Regions from separate parts of the Mus musculus genome. Here all the other regions are linked to region 4. Evidence: chromatin contacts called from public Hi-C, Micro-C and promoter capture Hi-C data. All regions are on one chromosome and are shown on one strand. The core of a region is the stretch at or near the end of the contact, and the rest is flanking DNA. Distances in the headings are between cores, read along the strand shown. Region 1 holds the start of Nkx6-3 (NK6 homeobox 3). Region 2 overlaps Ank1 (ankyrin 1, erythroid). Region 3 holds the start of Gpat4 (glycerol-3-phosphate acyltransferase 4). Region 4 holds the start of Ank1 (ankyrin 1, erythroid). Region 5 holds the start of Ap3m2 (adaptor-related protein complex 3, mu 2 subunit).

Region 1 (5,287 bases), core at 1,674-4,173, 180 kb after region 4:
TAATTGTTATGAAAAAAAATGAACTATGTCTTGGCTCTCTCACATGCTCTGTTACTGAGAGAGACCAGCCCACCCTACTCTGATGTATAGACCATTCTCCCTACACCAGCTAAACAAATGTCAAATTAATAAAGAAACGGACTCATGGCACTGGTCTCCATCGCTTCTTCTTGGCTCATCTTTGGGAGTTCGAGGTGCTGGGGGGAGTATAGATTGCCTGGTTTGGGGGTGGGATGGGGTCTGTTGAGTAGCATCAGAAGACACTCTGCTCCAAGAAGGGGTCCACCAATGCCCAGATCCTGGAAAGCCCCGTAATCAGTGCCATCCCAGAAAAAGCTGACCACCTGGCTATCACGACAGAAGGGGTCGGGTCGGAGGGGACCCTACAAACCAGAGAACCTGAGAACAGGCAGGCTGCTGACTTTCAGCAGGGGGCGGTGTCAGAGTTCTGCACTCACTGAGATAGCAAGTGGTCCCTGTTTGAATTAGTTTCCAACACTTTATGCAAAGCTGGGGTCCCAAATCGGTGGCGGTGTTGTTGTTTCCTCCTTTGTCAGATGAAGAATAGAGGAAACAGTTTCAGCAGCCTCTGGCATTTGTCACTTGAGGTTACCACACGATGACCCCTCATCAGCTATAGCATTAAATAAGAGTCGAATCATTTGCAGCAAATGACCTTCCTAACTTCTCATTATTACAGAATGACCAAATCTTTGTCCCTAACATTGCTGGTGCTCCCCAGCCCCACGCCAGTGTCTCATGCACTGAAAGGCCAGCAACTCGACCCTGCATTTGTATTCCCCCAGAGGGTTTTAAAAACACTTCCAGAACCACAACTGCCTTGGTTGGGTGGCAAGTCTGGGAATCTGGAATAGTTGACACATGGCCTGGTCTAACATAAACCTAACATAAACTGTTACTAACTAAAAACAACAACAAAACAAAACAAAAACCCAAAAAACAAAAACAAAAACAAAAGTTACTAACTTTTTTGTGTGTGTGGGGGGGGGGGGGGGAGTTCCTAAGTCCAGACAGCCAAAGATGAACAGAGCTACACAGAAAGGGGTGGGGGGGGGGGGCTATCAATCAAAAGTTAATAGAGACTGGAGAAAGAGAACATCTCAGAGAGTCGCTGAGAACTAAAATCAGTTGAAGGCACACTGTAAAGAGGTGATTAAAGAAAACAGAACCCATTCCTGTTGATGGCTTAGTGGCTGAAACCACTCCAAAAAGCGAAGTCCAGTCCCGAGGGTGGGAGAAGGAATTCCTGCTGCGAGCAGACTCACTCCTCGCTCAGTGGCACACCTAAGTCCTCCAGGTGGATTACAATGTGTTGGCCTGTTGATTTGGTTTTGAAAGTAAAACTTGTTATAAATTAGAAGTTGACTCCAAAATACAGCCCCTTTTTGGATGGTGGAAAAATAAAAATAAAAACAAAACAATTTTTTTCCTCAGGCCAAAGAGATGGCACCAAGAAATCTGAGTTTGGTTCCTGTCAAGGGCTCATAATTGCCTGTAACTCCAGCCTCAAGGGATTCATCATCCTTTTCTAGACTTCTTGGATGGAGAGAGAGAGAGAAAGAGAGAGAGAGAGAGAGAGAGAGAGAGAGAGAGAGAGAGAGAGAGAGAGAGCGCACACACACACACACTGAGACTCTTAATTTTAAAGGTCTTCAAAAAAATAGCCCAACCTGTAGGAAGGTCATCTTGCCCTGCGTAAAAGCTTTTCTATCTGATCCTCACCTAAATCACCCATGGCACGGAAAGTATTGCTTACATTACAGTCAAATTCTCCACAGCAAGCCAGCTTTCTCTACCTCAGACCTCTGCCTCAAACAAAGCTAACAAAGAAAAGGCTCTGTCTCTCACCTGTGAAAACACAGATCCCTCCAAACACAAGACAGTGTGTTCCCCAAAGCCCCAGTGGCCTGGTCAGGAAGAAGTCATTTAGATAGCCAATCACCTTGCACCTGCCATTTCACACTTCAGGTGACTTCAGGAAAGAATTTAGAGACTAGCCTGGCAGGCAAGCCCTGATTCCTCTGTGCCTCTGTTTCCCCGTTATCAACTGAGAGACGGTACCCACAAGAATCATCAGATTGCAAAAATTCCTCAGAAACAAAGCGAATGGTGGCGTCCTTATAGTCAGTGTAGCCCCAAGCCTCAGCCCGACTGCCCTGCTTAGGTCTCTGCCTCAGGAGCCCAGGGCTGCTCACAGGAGAGAAAGAGACTTCACCCAGGACACAGCCAGCCAGACTACTCAAGAGACCAAGAAAGGCTGGCTGGGAGAAACAGGAACCACCATTCTTCAGTGGAATGCCTTCTGACCCCCCACACCCCTGCAACTCCCAGAGCTGTTCCACGGCCCACTCCCTAAGCAAGACGTTTCCCACCCCGTGGTCTCAAGGCCAGAGACTTGCATTCCCCCAGAGAATAGTGATTGCTCAGTCTCCCCACTTACCCAGGAGAAAGGGAAGCAGCTGTATGTTACCTCAAAGCGTCACATTCATTCCGACAGGGGCAGCTTGGGACTGTGACCTCTGAGCCTCTCTCTCTCTCTCTCTCTCTCTCTCTCTGACTTCCGCAGGAGCCTCCAGTCCCTACCTCCAGGCGCCCACCTTTTCTTAGATACTGGACTTGGGTAAGCAAATGGAGCCTGTGACCAGGCTCAGGGCGCCTAGAGCTAATTCTTTCACACACGCACATGAGCACACACACATGCACACACACACACACACACACACACACACGGACTGGCTGATTTACAGTCAATCTTTCAAAGTGCAATTTGTCTAGGAGAAGCCAATGTGAGGCCCATGTGGTCTCCAACCAATGGCGACACAGCGCTTGCAGCTCAGCCAGTCTCAGGTCTGTATTCTAATGGGCCATATCTTTATCAAGGAAATGTCCCCTCTCTGAACTTAAAACTTCTGATGGAGGGCCCCCAGACTCAGAGGCAGAGAAACCGGGTGCTCTGAGTATGGAAAGCACCCCTCCTTAGGCCCAGCGGGCAGAGAGGGAAAGAGGAAGGCCGCCCACCTTCTCTGGACACCTGACTTGCCAGAGGGCTGACGTAGGTGCCCCATCTCTGAGGAAGGGCCGAGCCAGAGGGCAGTCTGAGGCTCGGGGTGGGATGGGGGGCTCTGATTCTCCAAACCTGTCATGAGGTTCTGGGCCACCATTTGAAGTGCTGGCCTTTAAGGGTTCCTGGACCACCGATTCGCTGACCTGGAGACCATGGAGTCCAACCTGCAGGGGACCTTCCTCCTGAACAACACACAGCTGGCCCAGTTCTCAGAAATGAAGGCTCCCATGTGCCAGTACTCGGTGCAGAACTCTTTCTACAAGCTCAGCCCTCCGGGACTTGGCCCCCAGCTGGCGGCTGGGACTCCCCATGGAATCACTGACATCCTGAGCAGACCGGTTGCCACCCCGAACAGCAGCCTCCTCTCTGGCTACCCCCACGTGGCAGGCTTTGGTGGACTCAGCTCCCAGGGCGTCTACTATGGCCCCCAGGTGGGGAGCTTTTCCAAGGCTGGAAATGAGTACCCGACCCGGACCCGGAACTGCTGGGCAGACACAGGCCAGGACTGGAGAGGCAGCGCTCGGCCATGCAGCAACAGTGAGTACAGGGCCTTCACCCCCAGCCCAACCTGTCCCGGGGAGAAGGCAGGAGGGGGGGGGTCTTTTAAAGGCCGGGCTGCACGCGACCTACCTAACCTCAGCCGCTATTACACAGCCCTGCCAATTCCTGGTCCCTTTTCTCAGCTCACAGCAGAACTGAACCCCACCCTTCTCCCTCCTCCCTACTTCTACCTAGCACAGGTGTCTGGACCCACAGTCACTTCTTGCCCTTCAAGGGACCTTGGGTTCTCCAGGCCCCACGATCACAGTCCATCCCACCATATGCAGCACGTAGCTTAAGTTCGCTTCTGCCCGGAGACATGGCGCCCCTTCACACAGTGAGGCACAGTGCTACCCTGGTGAAGAAAACTTAATGAATTTAGTATCGTATCCCTAAGAGCCCAATGTTATATAGGATTGTTCCAAAAACCCACTGGGGTCCCATCCAGGGCCCATCACCCACCTTCCTGTTCCCCCGTTCATGTCAGCAATGGCAGAACCAGAGCGCTAAGATGACCTTGGCCCTGACTGCTAGGGAGCGGGGCGGGGGGGGGGGGGGCTTACCCCACCCATCCCTGAGACTCAGGTTTCTGAGAACTGGAGTGGAGGGGGTGGGTATTATGCCAATCAGGGATCCAGGAAGTGCCCGGGGCATGTGCCAGTGGGGCATACTGGGAGAGAGTGGCAGTGACTTCCAGGGTTCTCCTTGAGCCACTAAAGCTCCGGGTGAGATAAACATGTGTCAGGGACAGAGGCAAAGCCCCCTCTCCTTCTGTTTAATCTCTATCTCCCACACTGCATAAGGGATTTGGAATCAATGATGGAAACCCTCAAAACTCTTGTCCTCCATGTCTGTGCCTGAATGACAGTCACCTTCCTCATCTCTTGGGACCTATAGTTTGGGGTACTATAAGCTCATGCTGTCTCTCCCACACCTCCACCCTACACTCCCCCATCCTGACCCACCCCTCCATCTTGAATGCATACACACACTAGAAAATAGCCAGGAAAAACAGTGGTCAGTTTAACACAAGAGTAAAGAAAAATATCTTTTAGGATAGTGGTTCTACACCTGTGGGTCGTGACCCCTTTGGGGACTGAATGACCCTTTCATGGGGGGGGGGTCACATATCAGAGATCCTGCATGTCAGATATTTCCAATTTGTACCAGTAGCAAATTCACAGTTATGAAGTAGCAGCAAAATAATTTTATGGTTGGAGGGAGGGGGTCACTACAACATGCATCAAAGGGTCGCAGCGTTAGGAAGGCTGAGAACCACTGTATTAGGAGGTCCTTTGCCTCTTCTGAGCTGAAGTCCCCTGCCTATGACACGAGAGCAGAGCACATGAGTTTCAGGGGAACCCAGCACTTGGGTACTCTGCTTACTTTGAGACTCAAGCTCCTTCGTGACTGAGTTGGGGGGTCTCCGGGCTCTCTAGATGACTCTGGTGCTCCAAAACCAGGCTGTATGATAGATTCCAGGAGGTCTGAGGGAGGACGGGCTTCCAGGCTGGCTGCGAGGAATGCAGCACACGGACGAGGAACTGGAGCTAGAAGCCTTCACTTCTGTGCTTTTTCAATGGGCCCGGAAAGCTGGGGGCTCAGAGAAAGGAAGTGGGGAGGAATTCAGAGGCCCCGGAGGTCTGGTTGCCAGCTGGAAGG
Region 2 (4,903 bases), core at 1,313-3,812, 130 kb after region 4:
ATGCACACATGCACCCCAGTTCCAGAGATGCACTACTACGATGTTGTACTGAAGACACCCCAAGAACTGCCTACAGCTTCAGCCAAGATCTCTTTAAAGCCCAAGGGCGTCCTGGACCTAGTTCAGAATTTGGGGGGTTCTTCCTGAAAGGATCCCGTTCTAGAGGTTAGAGCTGCCTCATAGATTACGAAGCCATCCCAGGACACAAAGGTCTGACCCATAGGGTCTGTGTTAAGAAGGTCTCTGGAATCTTCAGCTGGCTCCCTAGGGTCATACATGACCAAAGAGGGCCTGGCTTATCAGCCATTTGGGCAGGACACCAAGTAATCCAAGGGAGCAGAGCAGAGTCTGAACACGGAGGACGTGGAGCTGGCATGTGAGAGACCTGGGTTCATCCCTACCAAAGATAAACAAACGAAAATCAATAGGAAATTAGCACTGAGCCCATAGTCACACAGACAACCATGACCCATCACTTTAGATCACGGTCAGTCCCTACAAACTCTAGTAACTCAGCCATCACTTGTATGCTTACAGTGAGGCTCCGCCCCTCTTGTAGATGAGACAAGTCTGCTGCTGTTGAATATTGGCACGGCAGTACATGGCTGTCTGTCCGTCTAGTGCTCCTCTGAGCATAGACCAGTGTGTTACCCTCTCCTTCTAAAAAGAATGCTTCTTAGATCCCAGTACAACTCTCTCCAATCCCAGCCTCTCTAAGAGCTGCGCCGGACGTCGGTCCCCACTCTGTCTTCTCTCTGCTTCACATCAACTGCCCTTGCTCATCTCCCAGGCTATCAACTTTCCACCCAGCCCCTTCTTCCAGGTTCACGTCAGCCTCCACTTGTCTGCCGCCAAATCCTGCCCCTTCTCTAAGCAGCATCGGTGACATGTCTCATGGTAGCCCTCGCCCTTCCCCGACGGCTTCCTCCCCTCCCTTAGATGGTTGCTTCTGTAAGGATTCCATTTAAGAATGGCTCTGATGGAGCCTTGCCACCTACACCCATTTCTTGCCTTTCAGATGGGTTACACCCCGCTCCATGTGGCCAGTCATTATGGAAACATCAAGCTGGTGAAGTTCTTGCTACAGCACCAGGCAGATGTCAATGCCAAGACCAAGGTACCTTACACCCCTGGGCACTCACTTAGGAATCAGCCAGAGCCACTCAAGACCCCACCTCAGTCCTAAGTTTTGAAAAAAGGAAATGGGGTGGGGGGGGGAGCAGGAGGGATAGTAGATGGACTTTGGAGTTTGCATGCAGTTCTTTCCAGCAACTCTTAACCAACCCTGTCAAATGCCTGCCTCCCTTCGTAGCTAGGATACAGCCCCTTGCACCAGGCAGCTCAACAAGGACACACAGACATTGTGACATTGCTCCTGAAGAATGGTGCTTCTCCAAATGAGGTCAGCTCGGTGAGTACCTACCCGGTCCCGTTTGAGACAGATCAAGGGGCAATGCCAAGACCAAGGTACCTTACACCCAGCTCCCAGGCTAACATCTCCTGGGCGCTCACTTAGGAATCAACCAGAGCAACTCTGAGGCCCTGCCTCAGTCCTGAGCTTTGAAAAAAGGAAACAGGGGGTAGGGACAACCTAACTACATAGGTTGTTGACAGTCTTGGGTCTGCACAGAGCTGTGTGCCTTGCATATTCCAGGCTTAGACACTGGAGTGATCGTAGAATAGTGTTCCCAGCACCATGCCTCCTCTCCTCTGGCTCGTACCTATTTCTGCTGACACACCCTCTGGTGTGTTTGAAGCTGCCTTCACTATGACAGGAGTAGGCAAATTTAAGTGCTTTGGGCCTGCCTCAAAGACACCCCTAGCAGCCTTGGTGATTTCAGGATGCATTTCCTGCTCTCCTTGCGGGGGTGTGTAGGGTTACCTTGCAAGGCTGTTCCCAGCTTGGAAGGCTGTAGAGCCTTGCCTGTAGAAGTGTTTGCTGAGGGTCTGCACAGGGCTGAAGCCACGTGGACTCCAGGTCACATTCTGCAAGCAGAGAAGGATTTCACAGAGAACAAAAGCTTCGGCACTGTGCAATTTTCCCTGAGCTCTTCTGCCAGCTGGATCCTGGGGTTTCCTTACTGGCTCCTCCCCGAAGTGCTTGCCTGCCCTGGGAGCGGGGGCAGGTGGCAGCGGGGAGGGTGCCTTGTTCTCATGCCAAGGCCATATACCCAACACCTAGGGCTTACAGTTTGTCCTATTCTCCTTCCTGCCTTGTCCCATCTCTGTGGCCCCAAGGATCACATACTTATGCATACCTCTTCTTGGCTCCAAGGGCCAGTCTGTCTTTGTGGGCGCTTGTGAAGAATCCAAGGGTACTGGATCTGTGCTCAGGAGACAGACTCTCCTCTCTGACTCTCTCTCTTGTCTCTCCTTTGTCCTAGAACGGAACCACACCTCTGGCAATAGCCAAACGTTTGGGCTACATCTCTGTAACAGACGTGCTCAAGGTGGTCACAGATGAAACCAGTGTGGTGGTAGGTCTCCACCCCCTACCCCAGCTGTGGCCATGGGCCCTGAGGGTTACTGCCCAAAGTCAATGCCTCCCGCCTGGTAGGCACTGTTTAGCTACAGGTGGGGCATACTGCCACCTAGTGACCAAAGAATTGAATGGGCGAGGAAACGGGAAGTCTGGGCATGAGCTTCCAGATCAAATGCCTCCTGGGCCTGGCTTTCTTTGGCAACATATCTTTTCTATCACCTTTCCTGGCTGCTCATTTGGGGCAGTAGCAGGACAGAAACAAGTGTGCCTGGCTCCTTATGGGTCCCAGCCCCCGCCCTTTCTCTTTTCAGTTAGTCAGTGACAAACACCGGATGAGCTACCCTGAGACGGTGGACGAGATCCTGGACGTGTCTGAAGATGAAGGTAAAATCTTTGTGGATGAACTCAGGCTCCATTCTCTCAAGCATCCCTCAGAGCCCCTCAAACCTATCTAGCCTAAACATACAAGTATACAATGTAGCTAGGGAGACCCACTTCTTACAGACATTGCCTATTGACAAAATAACTCCTTTCAGATGATCTCGAGTCTTCATGGGCAAGTTAGTTGGTAGGTTTGATACAATTGCATTTGATCAAGAGCTGGCAACAGCTGCAGCAACATCTGGCTGCTGTTCTCCTTGAGCTTCAGTAACTAATAAGGCAGGTTTTTAAGACTGAGAACGCATACTGGTCAGCTGCCCTTCTGACCTAGTGGGGCAGAAAGTTTGAAGTCTTCTCCATTACCATTGGGTGATGGGTGATTAAGGTTTCAACTTTGTGATCTCCAGAGTATCTTTCACCTCCTTTCTCCCCACTCCCAAGTAAGCCCCAAATCAAGGGAACCCAGGATAGCGAGGATGGGCTTGATCTGTGGCCCCCTCTGTCTAGAATTTGGTGGTGGTATGACGGTCAGCTAGACAGTTCTAATGCCCCCTTCTTAATAACGTGCCTCTCACTATACTGGGTCTGATGCTTCAACTTGGCTCTTCTTTGCCTTCCAGGAACTGCTCACATATCTATAATGGGTATGAAATGCTTTCTGTTCCCTGTGGTCTTTCTCACCAGAGCACATCCCACCATAAGCACACAAGTTCCTCACTAACCCATGCCTGCTTCTCATCCTCCGAGGCCCGGCCCCACGCAGGGCCCAGAGCTGACTAAAACAGGATCGCACACCATGAAACCACCCCTGTATCTGTGTTCATGCCTCTGTGTTTGTGCTCATCCTGCATGAACAGTTCTATGTCCATCTTGTTGGCTCCCGGTCACAGGGACAGGGCTGCAGATCACCAGGGCCAGGGCTCCGGATGCAGTGGGAGAGCCAGGACGGGGCCCAGGGCCCAAACCACTGCTCTTAGTCAGGCCAAGAAGGGAAGGAAGGGGTGTGCAGGTTGCCAATTTAGGTGCGACTACAAACAATAAATCCAGAAGGAGGAATTTACAAGGTATAGAAGTAGGAATGGAAATAAAGGGAGGAACAGATCTGAGTCCTGTGCTGTTTGCCTCTCTGTAATTGCAGATTGGAATGATCTATAACCTAGGCAGGGTGTGTAGTTCATGCTTCTGATCCCAGCATTCAGGAAGTAGAAACAGGAGATCTTTGAGTTCAAAGCTAGCCTGGTCTATAAAGAAGTGCCAGAAGGGGGCTAGGAGGGGGAGAAAATAATTATCTGTAGCTGTGACTCTTTTTGTGGCAACGCTTTACACTCTGAAAGAGCTATTGTGTAAGGGTGAACTCAGCCAACAACAACAACAACAACAAAAAAAACCTTTCTGGCTTTGTTGTTTTTCTTTCCTGCAAAACAGAGGAACTAGGAACTGGCCACCCTGGGTTTTAGGGTTGGAAGAACAGGACTGGGGATAGCCATGTCTAACAGGCCCTTGGGGCACCAAAACCAAAAGTGCCCTCCACTTTTGAGGAGATATTGAGAGGTGGATTGGGAGAGGTGCTTTTCGAGAGCAAGAGAGATTTCCTGTCTCCAGCCTGCCCCTCACTCAAGCTCCTGGGTTTCAGGTGACGAACTTGTCGGCTCGAAGGCTGAAAGGCGGGACTCCCGGGATGTGGGTGAGGAGAAAGAGCTGTTGGATTTTGTGCCGAAGCTAGACCAAGTGTAAGATGGGCTCAGTCGGGGTGGGAGGATCAGGCTGTGGATGGCCAGGTGCAGCTCTGGGACTCGGAGTAGAAATGTAGGTGAAAGTCAGGCCCCCTGGGGGTCATTGGGATGGAGGGGTTTAGGCAAAAGCCAGTCCTGGGTGTGACTAGGGAGGGAGAGACAGATGTGCAGGGGGACATGGGTCAGCTTGTAGATCAGGGAGTCGTTTTGTCACCTGAGATGATGTAAGGGGTGAGTGAGTCAGGTCATTACAAGTGTGCTGAAGCCTGTCACTCAGGTGTCTTAGGAATGACGTCAGGGTCCGCTT
Region 3 (4,555 bases), core at 133-2,632, 230 kb after region 4:
CACACACACACACGGCGCGCGCTCCAGTGCTAAATTTTTGTTTCTTCCTGAGACAGAAGAAGTAAAATAAATGAAGATGCAGATATTGCATGATTAACCCCAGATGTCACTGAGCATATATAATAATGAGCATACGTTCCTGGTTTTGCATATTTGAAATTCTCCAAATTATAGGTCTGAAAAATTACTCTCAGAAAGAGGAAGGATAATTTAGCAGGCAGGATTACAGTTTTGACCATAGTCTTTGGTCGCAGTGATTTTTATGCCTGTCTTTACGGGGTTGCGATACAATCTCGAAGACACGCTAACTCTGCAGAGACTCTTAAAAGTTCTGCTCAAATTAAGGAAAACGAGCGAAACCAAAGTTCTTCAAAGGCTATCTACCGGTAATACGCAAGAGATGGGTATGGGATGGAACTTAACGTCCGCGAAGCCTGACAATTTCACATAGATTATTCTACAACCTGTGAGTCACCAATGTAATATCCAAGTAAGATGGAAAGTGAATAAATAAGTCAAACTTCCAGGTAGGATGCTACTACCACTGAGGGCATGGAACCAAGGCGAAAGGGAGTCTGGGGTGTGAAGAAGGCTGGAATAGTGGCAGTTCTAGTTAGTGGCTCAGGAAAGTCATGTAGCATCAAGCAGGGCTGCCCCTATCCGGGGGCAAACCTGGACACTGGGACTCTCCAATGCGGGAAGGGGGAGAGGGGGCAGACCCGAAAAAGAAGACAGTGTGAGCACAGCACGGGATAAAGGACGGATTCTGGGGGGGAAACCCGTTTCCACGTGATCTAACGCCGGGTTCTCAGCCACGTTCCTCAGCTCCGGGCCACACCAGGCCGAGGCGGCGAGCGGCCTGCGGAGAGGAGCGTGGTCGGTTGAGGAGGAGAGAAACCGGTCGGGGAGAGAGGAGCGGGGCGGCCGAGGAGAGGAGGGAAGGGAAAGAAAGGGCCGGATGAGGACAGCGGGGCTGGCTGAGCCAAGGAGCCGAGCGGCAAGGAGCCGGGCGACTGGAGAGGAGATGAGGCGGCAAGAGGACAGCGGGGCTAGCCCGGGAGGAGAGGAGCGGGGCTGGCGAAGGACAGGAGTGGGGCAAGCGGGCGTGAAGGAGCTCGGACCGCCCGGCAGCGGCTGCCCCACCGGCGGGACCCCGGCCCGCGGCTGCCGACCCCGCGTCCCGCCCGGGGCCGGGGGCGTCCGGTAGGACCAGGTCCATCCAACTCACCGGCCGTGAGGCTCGGCTCCAGTCCTCGGTGACTGCCGCTCCCGCCCTGCCCTGCCCGCCGCCGGCCCAGGCGTACGTAAGAGCGTGCGTACGCCCGCCCGTCTTTGTCTACGCCGCTGGACGTGGACCCCACTCCCCTCAATCCCCGCCCCCGAGTCCCGCCCAACCGCGCTTGCGCGGTCTCCCGGAGGACCCCAGGGTGGGCGGGGCTCCGGCGATGCTCGCTCCTCGCACTGATGCTCGCCAGCGTGAGCCGAGGTCGCTTTCTGAAAGCCAACCGGGGCCTGTCTGAGCTGTGTCCAGAACAGGCATCGTTCCCGGGGAGAGGGAGAACCCGGCATGGCGAGGTTCATTTACTGAGTCTTTGTGGGACTTTGTGTGAGATTCGGTTCCGGCTGGCCACGAAACGTTAGCCACCATCCCAGCACTACCCGGGCATCCCGGAGCTTCTCTTAACGTAATTGGCTGGTTGGCCAACTGCAGTTTTCCAACCCAGCCACAGTTCTAACTAACCTCTCCTCAGACTGGAAGCTTCAAAGACAGGCTTGTTTTGCTGACGTGGGTCCTTTATAGTGGAAGAAAGAGAAAGAAGGGATGGGGGACACGCCTCTTTGGCCCACCCCACCCCCTTTTAAGACAGGACGTCTTGTAATACAGACTTGCCTCAAAAACTGCGAATTGCCCAATGACCTTCAGTTTCTGCACCGACTGCTTCCACCTCCTGAAGTGCTGGAATAAACTACCGTCCCAAGTTTTATAAAGTGCTGGGGGCTGGAACTCAGGGCCTCGTGCATGCTAAAAGAAGCACTCGACCAGCTGAGCCACATTCCCAGCCTCCGAGTTTATTGCTTTTGTATACTTCCAAGAGTACCTAACCTTTCCCCTAATTCAGGACTTAAACCTCCATTTGTTGATTTCTTCACAAACTTTTACACAACTCCAGGTATGTAACTATAACAGGAATACAAGACATATTTAATGATAATAAATTTATTTAAAAGCATTTTTGCTATGTATTTGTAGCTTTCCTATATTAACTATTAAAGCAAATTTGCATATTAATGAGATGGATGTGTTTGCCACTCTATTAATTTATTATTTTATTTTTGGTTTTTTCGCTGGCTGTCCTGGAACTCACTCAGTAGACTAGACTGGTCTTGAACTCAGAAAAACGCCTGCCTCTGCCTCCCAAATGCTGGGATTAAAGGCATGCGACACCACTGCCCGGCTGCCACTCTTAATATAAAGAAATCAGCTAAATATTTGATACCAAAGGATATAAAACATAAAGTTTCCCAACGTTTTAAATTTTATAATTGTCAATGCTGAGAACACCGTTTCACAAATACCTTGTACAAAACAATATTAGTAAGTTTATGAACATTTCAGAAATTATTAGAGATTCTGCCCTAATCCCAAGCCAAAAATGATTTAACAGATTTTTGTGAGCAGATTAACTGAAGCAGTTTTTAAAATCAAGAATTCTAATACAGTGCAACCCCTGAATGTGCTAATTTGATGCTTACTTACAATGCTTACCTGCTGAGGAATGACTACAGGAAAATATTTTTTAAAGTCATGGTTTCTTCAAAATGAAACATGATAGCTAACTAACACTCACTGAAACACTCCACAGATGTAAGGGCAGGAGGATCAGAAGTTCAATGTCACCTTTAGCTATACAGTAAGTCCAGGTCAGCCTGGACTAGCCCTGTGACACTCTGTCTTAAAACAACCCCCAAAGAACTAGTGAATGAGTCAGTGGGGGAAAGGCACTGTTGTCAAACCTGATGACCTGAGTTAATTCCAGGGATCCACTCTTGCAAGTTATCCTTTAACCTCAGCAGGTGGACTGGGGCAAAAGCAAGCTCATGAATGCGCATGGATGCAAACACGCCAACACATCAGTGGATAAACGTAATAAGAACATTTTTAAAACTAACATAGGGCAGGCATGGTAGCAAACACCTTTAATCTAGCACTTAGAAAACAGAGGCAGTGAATTTCTATAAGTTTGAGGCCAGCCTGGTTTGAATAGTAAGTTCTAGGCTAGCCAGGGTTATATAGTGAGAAAATAATTACTTAGAAATATAAAAGATACAGGTGGGACTAGAGAGATGGCTCAACAATGGACAGTTCTGACTCTTCTTTCAGAGGACACCAGCTCCATTCTCAGCACTCATGTGGTAGCTTATAACTAACTCCAGTTCCAGGGGGATCCAATAGCCCTTTCTGGCCTCCACAGACACACATGTGGGCAAAATGCCCATAAACAATTTTTAAGTAAAATTAAAATAAGTAAATAAAAACTTTCAAAATGTACTCTAGAGAGTGCCTGGCAGTAAGATGTAAGTGTGAAGTTCAAAGCCGACTAGTGAGCAACATCTTTTTAAATATCCCTTCCAGAGCTGGGGAAATAAATGGCTGAGTGGCTAAAGTGCTCACTAAGTGTGAGGACCTGAGTTCAAATCCCCAGTGCCTATGTAAAAGGCAGGTGCACTGGAGGAACAAGGACAGGTAGGTCCTGGGGTGAGAGGCTCACTGACCCGTCAGCCTAGACAAAACATTGACCCGAGGTTCAATGAGAGATCCTGTCTCGAAAAACTGTGCAAAGTGCTATGAGAAGATTCCAGAAGTTGACCTTTCTGGCTTCCACATGTGCACACACATACAAGATGGCAGGCTTATAATCAATAACATTCAGGAATGTAGGATATCTTTACTATGATCAAAGTTAAAAGGTGTAAAAAAATTTCAGGCAATTTTGGGGAACAGGAAAGAGGCCCTACCTACCTAAAGTAACATACATTCAGACCTTAAGTGTGGCCACTAACCTAAAATACTATATATGAACAAAATAATTTCATATCAACAGCCTTCACAGCAAATGCTGTTCATTGTGTAGGAGTTCTTTTTAGGATTTATTATTGTGTGTGTATCTTTACATTGTGCAATTGCATGAAGAGGCCAGAAGGACAGGTTCTCCTGGCTGGAGTGTTAGATGGTTGAAGCCAACACAGGTACTGGGAACTCTGGAAGAGTAGGAAACCCCCTGTGATGGTAACCTCAACCCCACCACAAATCCTGTGTATGAACACTGGAAAGACAGTGAGCCTTTGAGCTCTCTGAGGGGCTCACAGCCATGCTTTTCCATGTGTCTTCCTTCTGAGTGTTTTCCCTCCTAACCCTTGAACTTAAGCCTATATGAAAACATCTTTAATATGGACTGGAGTGATGGTTTAGTGGGAAGATCACCTGCCATGCAAGCACGAAGGCTGGAGTTTTGACCCACAGAATGCAGTCTGTAATCGAGAGTCTCTGGAAGCT
Region 4 (5,096 bases), core at 2,484-4,983:
AGTCAAAACTTGAATCCATCAGTAGATCAATCCATTCATGAAACTGGAGCCCTTCAGATCCACCCACTGGCCCCAAACCCACCTCTGAGCACTGCTTGCACAGGAGGCTGGGACTTTTTGGCAGAACATTTTATATCTAAAGTATGACAGGTGCTTTTGTTGGGATGCAATGAGATGCTCAAAGAAAGAATCTCACCTCGTAAAAACACTCATGATCCCCCAGCCTCAGCCTCTGATGTTGGGGTTACAGGCATATTTTGTTCTGATAAATACTTTGTAAATGGTTGGCAGTACCTAGATCCCGGGAAACATCAGGATACCAGTTAGCAGAGGATACAGACGGTCTGTGGTAATGAGGAGTTACCTGGTATCCTAGTTAGGGTTTCTATTGCTGTGAGGAGACCTCGTGACCACAGCAACTCTTTTAAAGGAGAACATTTCATTGGGGCTGGCTTACTGTTTCAGAGGTTTAGTCCATTATCATGGTGGGAAGCATAGTGGCATGCAGGCATACACGGTGCTGGAGAGGGAGCTGAGAGTTCTATACTGGGATCAGCAGGCAGCAGGAAGAGAACATAGCCACTAGGCCTGGCTTGAGCTTCTGAGACCTCGAAGCCCACCTGGCTAGTGATGTACTTCCTCCAACAAGCCCACATCTCCTAACAGTGCCACTACCTAAGGGTCTGTGGGGGCCATTTTTATTCAAACCACCGCACCTGAGTAGTGTTCCCACCAAGAACGAGGCAGCCCCTCCAGCTGCCACCATATTGGCCCAACCCACATCCTCATTCCCGTAGGAGAGGGCACCTGCTATGTCCTCCAGCCTCCCTTTGGCTGTAGCCCGTACTGTCCTGCTTCTTCCTCTGAGGGAGAGGTCTCCCAGCACCTCACCAGTCCTAGGAGAAGCACCTGCCAAGAGAACCCAGAACACGAACAGCACTTACACCTGGTCCCATGGGAACTGTGTGTGTCCAGAGCCACCACCTTAGTAGTGACTCCAGGGACAGTTGAGGCAGGAGCTCAGCTTCTTACTAATGCTTTACTTTGAGTCTCAGAGACATTTTGTTTTATTGTATTTTGCCCCCAAGGGGCTCCTGTGCAGGTTTTGATACACGGGAGGCATCTTTATATTGGAGATACTTTTACAGCAGTTTAGATGAGTCTCAGGTTTTGCCAAACACTGGTTTAGTCCACTCCGTGTTTTACTGGAGCATTGCACCGTGACCTCTTCCATGTCTCTCAAAGGAGGTATCATCACTATTCTTGTTTACAGACTAGGAAGAGAAACGGTTTCATGGTTTTCAGAAGTGGGGTAGTGGGGGGGGGGGGCTCTGCCACCAGATTATTGTTTTCCATGAATCTCTCCATTAGCTGTGTGATCTCAGGAAAGCTACTCACCCTCCCTGTTCCTCACTCGTACCCACCAGTAAAAGAGTGGAAATGTTCACTGCCGTGTAAGCGCTACCATTTTAGTTCTTGTTCCTTAAACCAGAACAAAGCTGACTTGGTTTTAACTCCATTTCACTGAGCTCCTGGGAATGTACGGTATTGGCCAAGGTGCTGAAGATGCAATTCCGAATAAAGCACGTCGCCTCTCTTCACTGAGCTTAAAGATCTAGTGGAGGAGAGCTGACCTGGGAGTGTGTGTGTGTGTGTGTGTGTGTGTGTGTGTTTGTGTGTGTAGGGGTGTGTGTGTGTGTGTGTGTTTGTGTGTGTAGGGGTGTGTGTATGTGTGTTTGTGTGTGTGTGTGTTTGTGTGTGTGTGTGTAGGGGTGTGTGTGTGTGTGTGTAGGGGTGTGTGTGTGTTTGTGTGTGTAGGTGTGTGTGTGTGTTTGTGTTTGTGTGTGTGTGTGTGTTTGTGTGTGTAGGGGTGTGTGTGTGTGTGTTTGTGTGTGTAGGGGTGTGTGTGTGTGTGTGTGTGTGTGTAGGGGTGTGTGTGTGTGTGTAGGTGTGTGTGTGTGTGTGTGTGTGTGTGTGAAGGTCGAGTATGGACAGAGCAGGCTGAACAGAGGAAGCAGGGATGTAGATCCTGATGCAGATGGCCCCAGGGAATTTAGATGACACATGGGTACCAAAAAGGCCTGGAGTAAAAAATTGGAGGTTAGGGTAGGGCTGACCATTCAGGTCCTTGTAGATAGTAGAGCATATTTTGATCTCCATCTTGGAACAAAAAGGACGTTTCTCTGGGAAGTAACAATAATTACACCAGTTTGTAAATATTATTCATGACTACAGTCAAGGGACTTAGCGGTGGGATGCCAAAGACATGAGGTTGGGGCTCCAGAGGGTGTCCTTCTGAGCAGGCTGGTTACAGCCAAGGTGTGTTATCGAGAGAGGGGCCTGTGGTGGTGATGGAATACGCCTCATCTGAATCCAGACAAGAATAGACCAGATTCTGAAGACTCAGCATAATAATGTAAAATCGCATCAATAATATATCAACTTCATGTTGAAACGATGGCTTGGGAGATATACAGGCTTAAAAATACATTTAAAATCAATCTTCTAGTTTCTTTACATGGAAAAAAAAAGTGGCTACATGACAATTGAAGTTGCATGTGTGACTGGTATTTGTGGTTCTGCCTGCAGTGAGAAGCCCCAGGACTCACCCCTGGGAAATGACAGCAGTTAGATCTGTCAGACCCCTGTGGTTACCCAGCACCTTACCTTCTGTCAGGGGCCTAGTGGGGAAGACAGAAGTGGAAATCACTGAGCGAGATGTGTTTGTGAGAAAGAGGGGTGGGAACAGTACCTAGTACTACTCCTTCTGCTCCTCACCAGAGCTGCTTCAAACCTGCACAGGCTCGGGAGGGGGGGGGGGCGGGCGAGAGGACAGGAGGGAGCAGGCTGTTTCATAATAACTTCTCCAAGACTCAAACACCAGTGTTCAAGACTGTCCTTAGCATCCTGTGGGATAGGGAAGGAGGAGGTTGGGAGCTGCACCAACCAGACTGAAAGGGCAATGTTCATAGGTCAGGGCCTCAGTTTCCCCGCCTGTCACATGACTGAGTGGTGAAATGAGCTTAAGCCGGTTCCCCGTTCCCACAGTCTACGTTGGTAGCTGCGTGACCCCCAGCTGGTAAGGTTCTTTACAGCAGCCCAACACCGGTCCAGACCACAGTACCTACGGAGGGAGGGTGGAGAGAGACCTGGTATTGCAGGGTGGGCGGTCCCTGATGGGGAGACCCAGTTCCACTCCCGTCCAAAAGGAGCGAAAAGAAAAAGAATGGACTTGACGCTGGACTCGTATTCTAAGTATATTTGGTAAAGATGCAAAGGAAAGGCCCACTTGGTTTGACCGGGGCAGATCAAGCTCTCCTCCAGGAGCCCCGGCCCTTCCCGGAGGGCGGCCCGGGCCAGGCTCGGCGCTAGCGGAGTCCGTGCCGCAGCGGTGCCCCGGTCCCACGCTCCGCAGCTCGGCCAGGCGATGCTGGCATTTTCTCCGCCGCCGTCAGGCACGCCGGTCCGCAGGGTCGCCGGGCCCGGGCGGAACGGCCCCGCTTTGTTCCCGTCGCCCCCAAGGCGCCCCGCGATCCCCACCCCGGGACCCCGCTGCAGCGGGGACCCAGCGCCGGCTCGCAGCGCCCCGCGCCCAGCCTGGTGGGGCGGCCGCACCGAGCTGCCCCCGCTCCTCCCGCGAGCCCGCGAGTCCGCCCTCCGCGGCCCGCGCCGCAGTACGAGCCTCCTCCCTCCCGCCCCCCGCGCCGCCGCCGCCGCAGGAGAGGGGGGGCCCGGGCGGGCGGGCGGGCGCGGCGAGGGCGCGCGGCGAGCCCAGAGCCGGTGCGGGGCGCGGGCGAGCGAGCTCCGGCCGCGGCGGGAGGCGCCACCCCGGGGCTCGGCTAGCCGCGCGCCGGCCTCTCCTCGCCCTCCGCCCCGCGCCCCGGCCCCCGGGCGCCGCAGCCTTCGCCTCCGCCGGGGAGAAGCTCGCGCCCTGCGCAGCTGAAGGAGCCGGCTCTCCCCGGGAGGGTGTCGTCGCCGCCGGCTCGCAGAGGGCGCGGGCCCGGGAGGCGGGGACCGAGCGCCGCGACCCGCCATGGCTCAGGCGGCCAAACAGCTGAAGAAAATCAAAGACATCGAGGCGCAGGCCCTCCAGGAGCAGAAGGAGAAGGAGGAATCCAACAGGAAGCGGCGGAACCGCTCCCGTGACCGCAAGAAGAAGGTAAGGGGGCGGCGGCGGCCCCGCACCGAGGCGCCCGGAGTAGCTGCGGGAAGGCGATCGGCCGCGCTCCGGCTGACCCCGCGGGAGCGGGAAGGGGGGAGGCGGGTAGGGCGAGCAGAGAGCGGCCCCGGGGTTCCGGCAAGCTGCCCCAGACTCATTTCAGCACCTTGAACAGAGGCCCGCGCTCCGGAGGAACTTTTGCCGCCTCTGGGGTGGCAAAGCGGGTAAGGGGCTGCACCGCGGGGCGCAGGGCTGCTCGCCTGGCTTTCTCGGGGAGCTGCTTTGGGTGAACAGGGCAGGCGCTCCAGAGGTGGTACTGTCCGCTCCTGCTCAGGTGACTAGTGAGTTCTCCTGCGCCGCCGGAGAGAGCATCTTCCTCCCAGATCTCTCAGGACGAACTGGGGCGACTGCCCTTCCCGATCCCTTCCTGACCCTGTGGGTCCGCGGGTGGACCTGGAAGAAGCAACTCACCCCTCAGGCATTTGGCAGCATTTTATGTTAAGGTCATTCCAGAGGAGTCACTGGTGGCAGGGAAGAGGAATTCCCTTAGAAGCCTCGCTGGGGCTTTTCCAGCCTGACCCAAGGCCTGGTCGGAGAAGAGCTCTGCCATGGGACATCATGAGGGCAGTCTTTCATGGGACAAGGGTCTGTGCTGAGACAGCCCAGGGATCCAGACCCCTGAAAGCAACTGTTGCTATTTGCAGTCCTTCTTTCAGATCATGGCGGGGTAAGAACCACAGTAGTTTAGACCCACGGTCTAATTACAAGCACCTGGATGTCCACAGCGACTAAGCAGGGCACTCTACCGCCGGCTAGAGCTTCAGGGATGCACAGGCTAGGAAAGCGTGAGTGGAATTCTGGGAGTCCAAGGTAGAGCTGGACCCTAGCTTGCAAGAGCCATCTTAACCTGGAGAAGTTGATGTGAGCCTGCAGGAAC
Region 5 (4,761 bases), core at 166-2,665, 170 kb before region 4:
CACAAAAACACCCTCAGGAAGCATACAAGTCACAAAACGAGATGGGAAAGCAAATGTCCCCATGACTTAAGGAAGTTTACCGTTTTGTGTTGGGCAACGTTCCTAGCTGTCCTGGGCCACATGTGGCCTGCAGGCCACCGGCCAGACATACCTGCTACTATTACATGAGCCCTAAGGATTCTTCCCTTGAATTCCCAATAATAACTAGCAGCCAATTTGTTTGTCTGTTGTAGATTTTCAGTTCTCTGTTATTATTGCCCGAGTTAGATCCACTTAAAACACTAGTTTCAGGCTTGTGAGATGGCTCAGCAGGTGAGGCTTGCTAACGATCCAAACAATGGGATTCAATTTCATTGGGACTCATAACATGAGAGAAGAGAAGTGACAACCTGTTGTTCACATGGGTGCACATAAATATACTTAATTTTCTTTTAAATCCGACTTTGCCAGGCACTTGGGAGCTAAGACAGGAGGATCACAAGTTTGAGACTAGCCTGGGTTACATAACATGATCCTGTCTCAAAAAAACAAACAAAACAAAACAAAACAAAAAAAATCTAGATGAAATAAACAAAGATGTTAGGCACTATTTAAATGGGTAGTGGGCATTTGAAAAGAGGCCGATAGTACTGACATATACTGTAAGATTAGAGACTGGACAGCTTCGGTTGGGAAAAAAGACTCAATTTTAAATATCTTACCACTTATTTAATACTGGTAATATGTTTGGGTCAAATGAAATATATTAAAATTTAACTTATCGTTAGCTTACCACGATTCCTATTCGAAACAGCATATGTGATGTGCTTTCTACTTCTCCTGAGCAGAGCCAGCCCCTGGAATCTTTGCCACTGTGATCTTTACTCATTCACTAAGGACCTATTCTCTGAATTATTTGTGCACAAAGCATTCCGCTGGATGCTTAAAAAAAAAATCTCTGGAGACACCCTAGTTTGTCTACAGTGACATCTCCAGGATGAGGCAGCTTTGCTGCACCCAGGGGTGGCCTAGAAGCGAACTGACTTGAGCTAGCACAACTGGTCACATTGCTAAGACCTGTTTTCCTAGTGCCCCAGGAGAGAGTCCAGATCGTCGGCTGCCAAGACAGCCATCGAGAGGTTGCAGCCCAGCAGCCTGCAAGCCTAGGGTATTGGAGGCCCTATGGGCCTTGGGGCTCCAGCCTGAAAACTGTCCAGAAGCAGGGACCCTGGTCCCAGAACTGTGCACCTGCGTTGCCATGGCAACGGCATTTGTAGCCCGGGACTCTTCCCGTACCTCTCTCCCAGGCGACGCCCAACGCAGCCCTTCCCATCCGCGCGCGCCCAGCCCAACCCTACCAGCTTCGACCAGGTCTCAGGCTCCGTTCCGGCTCCGCAGCGCAGTCGCGCTGCGCAGTGCTCCTTGCACGAAGGCTCCGCCCCCTCCTCACCGCTCTCACGTTGATTGGCCAGCCGCTCCCCGGCTGCCGCTCCTGCGCTCTGATTGATCGCCGTTCGCTTGCTAGGCTCTAGCATCCGATTGGTCTTTATTGAAGGTCCGGTAACCTTCAATTGGTGTAGCTCTGAGACTCCAAGCCCCGATTGGAGGATGAAGACAGTCGGTCATCCAGTCACAAAGGGCCTCCGGGGAGCTAGAAAGTGACCGGAAAGGTAAAATGATTCCCGGGATGCTTCTAATTTAATGCATCACAGATAACCAATCATAACTAACCTCCATTACACAGGTGCACTTAAAAAGCGACTGCTTGCCGGGCCTGTGGCGCAGGTCTTTAATCCCAGCACTCAGGAGACAAGCAGAAGTATCTCAGTGAGTTCGAGGCCAACCTTGTTGTCTACACAGGGAGTTCCAAGCCAGCGGGAAAGAACCGGGAAGAATAGAGGAAAGGAGGGGAGGGGAGAAGACAAGAGAGGAAAGGAAGGGAGAAAAGTAGAGACGTAGTGGGGAGGGGGGAGCAAGGCAGAGAAAGAGTGACAGACAGACAGATAAGACTGACTTCTCCTTCCAGACTCTCAGTTCCCAGATCCGATAATGAAGGTGTTGGGGCAGGTCTTTGAAACCACCTTAAATTTAAAGAGATCACAGGTTACTGTGACTCGGGAAAGTGTGAAGCAGAGATCCGATGGAAATTTTATCTTCAGTTAGATTAAAATGAGGCATTCGGTAAGATGAAGTGTGAAGGGGGTTGCAAAAACTGCTGGGCACACTGTAAGATGAAATGACAAACTGCGGTGATGACGGTCGTGCCAATCTAGATGAGTCTCCGAAAGGTCTCTGGCAGTACCTAAAAACAAGAGGCCCTACCTCAAATCAGATGGAAGGTGAGGAGTGATATTCTGACTCCTACAAGTGTTTCCATGCACAAATGCAAACGCGTACCTCATACATGCAAAAACGGGTGTGTGTGTGTGTGTGTGTTTATTTTCCCTTTCGTTTTGTTACTTGAGACAGTTTCGCTGAACAATTCTGGCTGGCCGGGAAGTCTCCAGATCGGGACAGCTTTGAACTGTTTCCCTCTGCCTCCCGCCTCCGGAGTGCTGGGATTAAAGGCTTGTGCTGCCCACCTGGTCGCTACTCACCCGGGGCCGGGCGCGCGCGGGGGAGGGGTGTGAGAAGAAATTTTAAAAATAATTTCAAAGCTTAAAAAAAAAAAAAAGAACGATTTGTGACATTGCCTCATACGTCCCGTTTGAAATTACAGAAGAAATAGTCATCAAATGAGAAGATTTCCGGAGGAAGAAAAGAGATTGGTCCAAAAAAAAAGAAGTTTTCAAATAACATACTTAGTTTCTAAGTAGTTATTTAGATAAAGATTACTCTCAGAAGCAAACCAAACCTCTGCTTTGCAAACATTTGTCTACTGTGTGCCAGACCCAGCTGCTTCCTGTTCATCAAATGTGGGTTTTTTTGTAGCTAGAAGTGAAGACCAGAAAAACTTCCTCTGTCAAGTCACCTCCTGGGTTTCCTTTTCTCTGCGTGGCTTACTTAGCATTGCCTGAGTGTTACAGGTGGCCTTTTTATCATTTGAGAATGAGTTTTCAAGTTTTGTTAAAAGTTGACTCAGTGAGATGTGACGCAGCTGCCCCAGAATTCCCTTCAGCATCTGCCTTTATTAAGTACAATGTAAGGAAGACCGTGACCACTCCCTCCCACAGACCAGACGCGGAAATGTGACTTTGTATAACTCGTCCTATGCTCCTCAGCACACAGACACCAGCCTATTTTTCTCTGCACACTGTTCCGCCTTCTCTCTCTTGATCTATTCTCTTAGGCTGTACTCCCCCCCACGCCCAGTTCCCCAGACAGATCTTGTAAGCTCCATCTGTCCTCATTCTAGGATTCCTCAGACAGCTTATAGGCGTGTGGACCTATAAGAACCTCCCAACTCCCAAATTCACGTGGCAGCCAAAGATTTTTTTTTTCTGGCGCTATAGATTTTTTTTTATTTTTTAAAAAGTTCCTTCATAGAATAGACAAAGTAAATATTGAGAATTTCATCAAAAATACAAGTTCTTTGAAAGTGCATAATCATTGAAAATAACCATCTGAAACACAAAACAAATCATCTTGATTGTTTACATAACCATTCTGTCTTTTCAGCCAAGAAAGCTCTAGCTGTTCAAATGTGAACGCCACTAGAAAAGCGACAATAGGGAGTCCCACGGAGCTTTTGCGCAGCGGCGGACTGGGCAGTGCGCTCTTGGCCACGGAAGGTGGCGCTGCTGAGCCTGCGGGGACAGGCTCTCTGGACCCAACCATCCTGGCTAAAAAAGAAACTTGCGGCTTCCACAGTGAATTCCCGGGGGTGACTCCTTTCTAGTCCACCGCAAAGGCGGGAAATAAAGCCGGCCCCCGCGGACAAAGCGGCGCCTCCACCCACGCAGCTGCGGGGAGTCGGGAGGGTAGGGGAGGAGGCGGAGGATGGTTGCCATGGCGACGAGCCAGCATCTGAAGCCGCTGAATGGACTCTTTGTTTTGAAGCCAGCTGACGGGTGGTGCGGTTTCTAAGGTGCAGGGGGAGGCGGGTCTCGCCGGAGTCACTCGGGTTGCGCTGCGGGGACCATCGGCTCCCACGCAGGCCTGCCCTGGGATGGCGCCGGACACCTGCTTCCTGTCCACATCGACTCCGCTAAGGACTGGGCGAGCAGGCTCAGGGAAGCCAAACAGAATCAGTTTGCCGGAAGAAAAACAGAAAGGGAGCTCCTTACAGAGACTAGAAGTGGCCAGCGCTGGCCTCTCCCTTGTGAAAGTTGGTCCCTGGGGCGAGCTGAAGGGGTAGAGATTTCCCTGAGTACTCAATAATCAGTATGTATGGTATGGGGTAGCGAGTGTGAGCGCTGGCGTGTGTATTTGCATTTCAGGAAGTGGTTGCTTAGGCAGCTGTGAGACTAGCGGTTGGGAAATGGAAACTCTCAGAGCAGCCTGTAGTTTTCAGTTTTGCCGTGTGTACTAAGCGCTATGTGTAAAGCAAAAGCAAAAGTTTAAACAAGTTTAAACAAGGAACGTCCGTGTGTTGGAATACCCTCTGTCTACCTAATGGGCTTTGGAACACTGGAGAGCACCCGAAACTTTATTTAATACTTGAATTTTAAAAAATATGCAGGCATAAACTGATACCACTAGCCTGCAGACAGGTCATCAGGCAAACGGAACAGCAAAACCTGCCGTCCTTCTCATCTTGTAGGATGCGGAAGGAGATCGTCATTATTGAAGAAGCTCATTGCATAATTCAGCCATAACAGCGTTCTTTCACCAAAGTTCTAA

What was found. Promoter capture Hi-C pulls out the DNA fragments that hold promoters and counts their contacts. Hi-C and Micro-C count contacts between places; a contact is called where the count stands out from the background. Capture Hi-C pulls out chosen DNA fragments and counts their contacts.
Region 1: a contact with region 4 is called in a promoter capture Hi-C map of embryonic stem cells. The contact joins the promoter of Nkx6-3 here to the promoter of Ank1 in region 4. A contact is called at or near these places in 9 of 39 promoter capture datasets (the 3T3-L1 cell line, the C10 cell line, the HPC-7 cell line and 4 more), 7 of 484 Hi-C or Micro-C datasets (embryonic stem cells, nephron progenitors and stem cell-derived motor neurons), 5 of 115 datasets of contacts at active chromatin or transcription factors (embryonic stem cells and stem cell-derived neural progenitor cells) and 2 of 9 other capture datasets (adipose tissue and embryonic stem cells).
Region 2: a Hi-C map of cerebellum shows a contact between it and region 4, with 3 times the contacts expected there. The contact joins the enhancer-like site here to the promoter of Ank1 in region 4. A contact is called at or near these places in 13 of 39 promoter capture datasets (the 3T3-L1 cell line, HPC-7-derived erythroid cells, cranial neural crest and 6 more), 1 of 15 datasets of contacts at CTCF or cohesin (the NIH/3T3 cell line), 14 of 484 Hi-C or Micro-C datasets (bone marrow-derived macrophages, cerebellar granule neurons, cerebellum and 7 more), 12 of 115 datasets of contacts at active chromatin or transcription factors (T-cell acute lymphoblastic leukemia, embryonic basal ganglia, embryonic forebrain and 6 more) and 1 of 9 other capture datasets (embryonic stem cells).
Region 3: a contact with region 4 is called in a promoter capture Hi-C map of liver. The contact joins the promoter of Gpat4 here to the promoter of Ank1 in region 4. A contact is called at or near these places in 2 of 39 promoter capture datasets (erythroid cells and stem cell-derived epiblast-like cells), 1 of 484 Hi-C or Micro-C datasets (embryonic stem cells) and 3 of 9 other capture datasets (adipose tissue, liver and pancreatic islet).
Region 5: a Micro-C map of embryonic stem cells shows a contact between it and region 4, with 5 times the contacts expected there. The contact joins the promoter of Ap3m2 here to the promoter of Ank1 in region 4. A contact is called at or near these places in 3 of 39 promoter capture datasets (embryonic stem cells and liver), 7 of 484 Hi-C or Micro-C datasets (8-cell embryo, cerebral cortex, embryonic stem cells and 1 more), 6 of 115 datasets of contacts at active chromatin or transcription factors (all in embryonic stem cells) and 2 of 9 other capture datasets (adipose tissue and liver).

What each region holds. Positions count from the first base shown.
Region 1 is chr8:23,150,348-23,155,634 of GRCm38.p6, forward strand. Nkx6-3 (NK6 homeobox 3) reads left to right here and starts at 2,924. Exons shown (of 3, transcript NM_029002.2): 1 at 2,924-3,622. The coding sequence starts at 3,238. It overlaps Ank1 (ankyrin 1, erythroid), which reads left to right. Exons shown (of 44, transcript NM_001110783.3): 44 at 1-150.
Region 2 is chr8:23,106,864-23,111,766 of GRCm38.p6, forward strand. It overlaps Ank1 (ankyrin 1, erythroid), which reads left to right. Exons shown (of 44, transcript NM_001110783.3): 19 at 1,019-1,117; 20 at 1,313-1,411; 21 at 2,385-2,477; 22 at 2,794-2,866; 23 at 3,484-3,507; 24 at 4,497-4,593. Among named protein-coding and RNA genes, the nearest start is that of Mir486, 33 kb to the right of the region's middle. Within about 2 kb of position 2,563, at least 13 of the 459 cell types and tissues checked have an H3K27ac peak or open chromatin away from gene starts, as enhancers often do. A contact at or near this core is called in cerebellar granule neurons and cerebellum, where this site is marked.
Region 3 is chr8:23,207,071-23,211,625 of GRCm38.p6, forward strand. Gpat4 (glycerol-3-phosphate acyltransferase 4) reads right to left here and starts at 1,383. Exons shown (of 13, transcript NM_018743.4): 1 at 1,229-1,383.
Region 4 is chr8:22,971,103-22,976,198 of GRCm38.p6, forward strand. Ank1 (ankyrin 1, erythroid) reads left to right here and starts at 3,734. Exons shown (of 44, transcript NM_001110783.3): 1 at 3,734-4,159. The coding sequence starts at 4,034.
Region 5 is chr8:22,804,239-22,808,999 of GRCm38.p6, forward strand. It overlaps Ap3m2 (adaptor-related protein complex 3, mu 2 subunit), which reads right to left and starts at 1,416. Exons shown (of 9, transcript NM_029505.3): 1 at 1,338-1,416.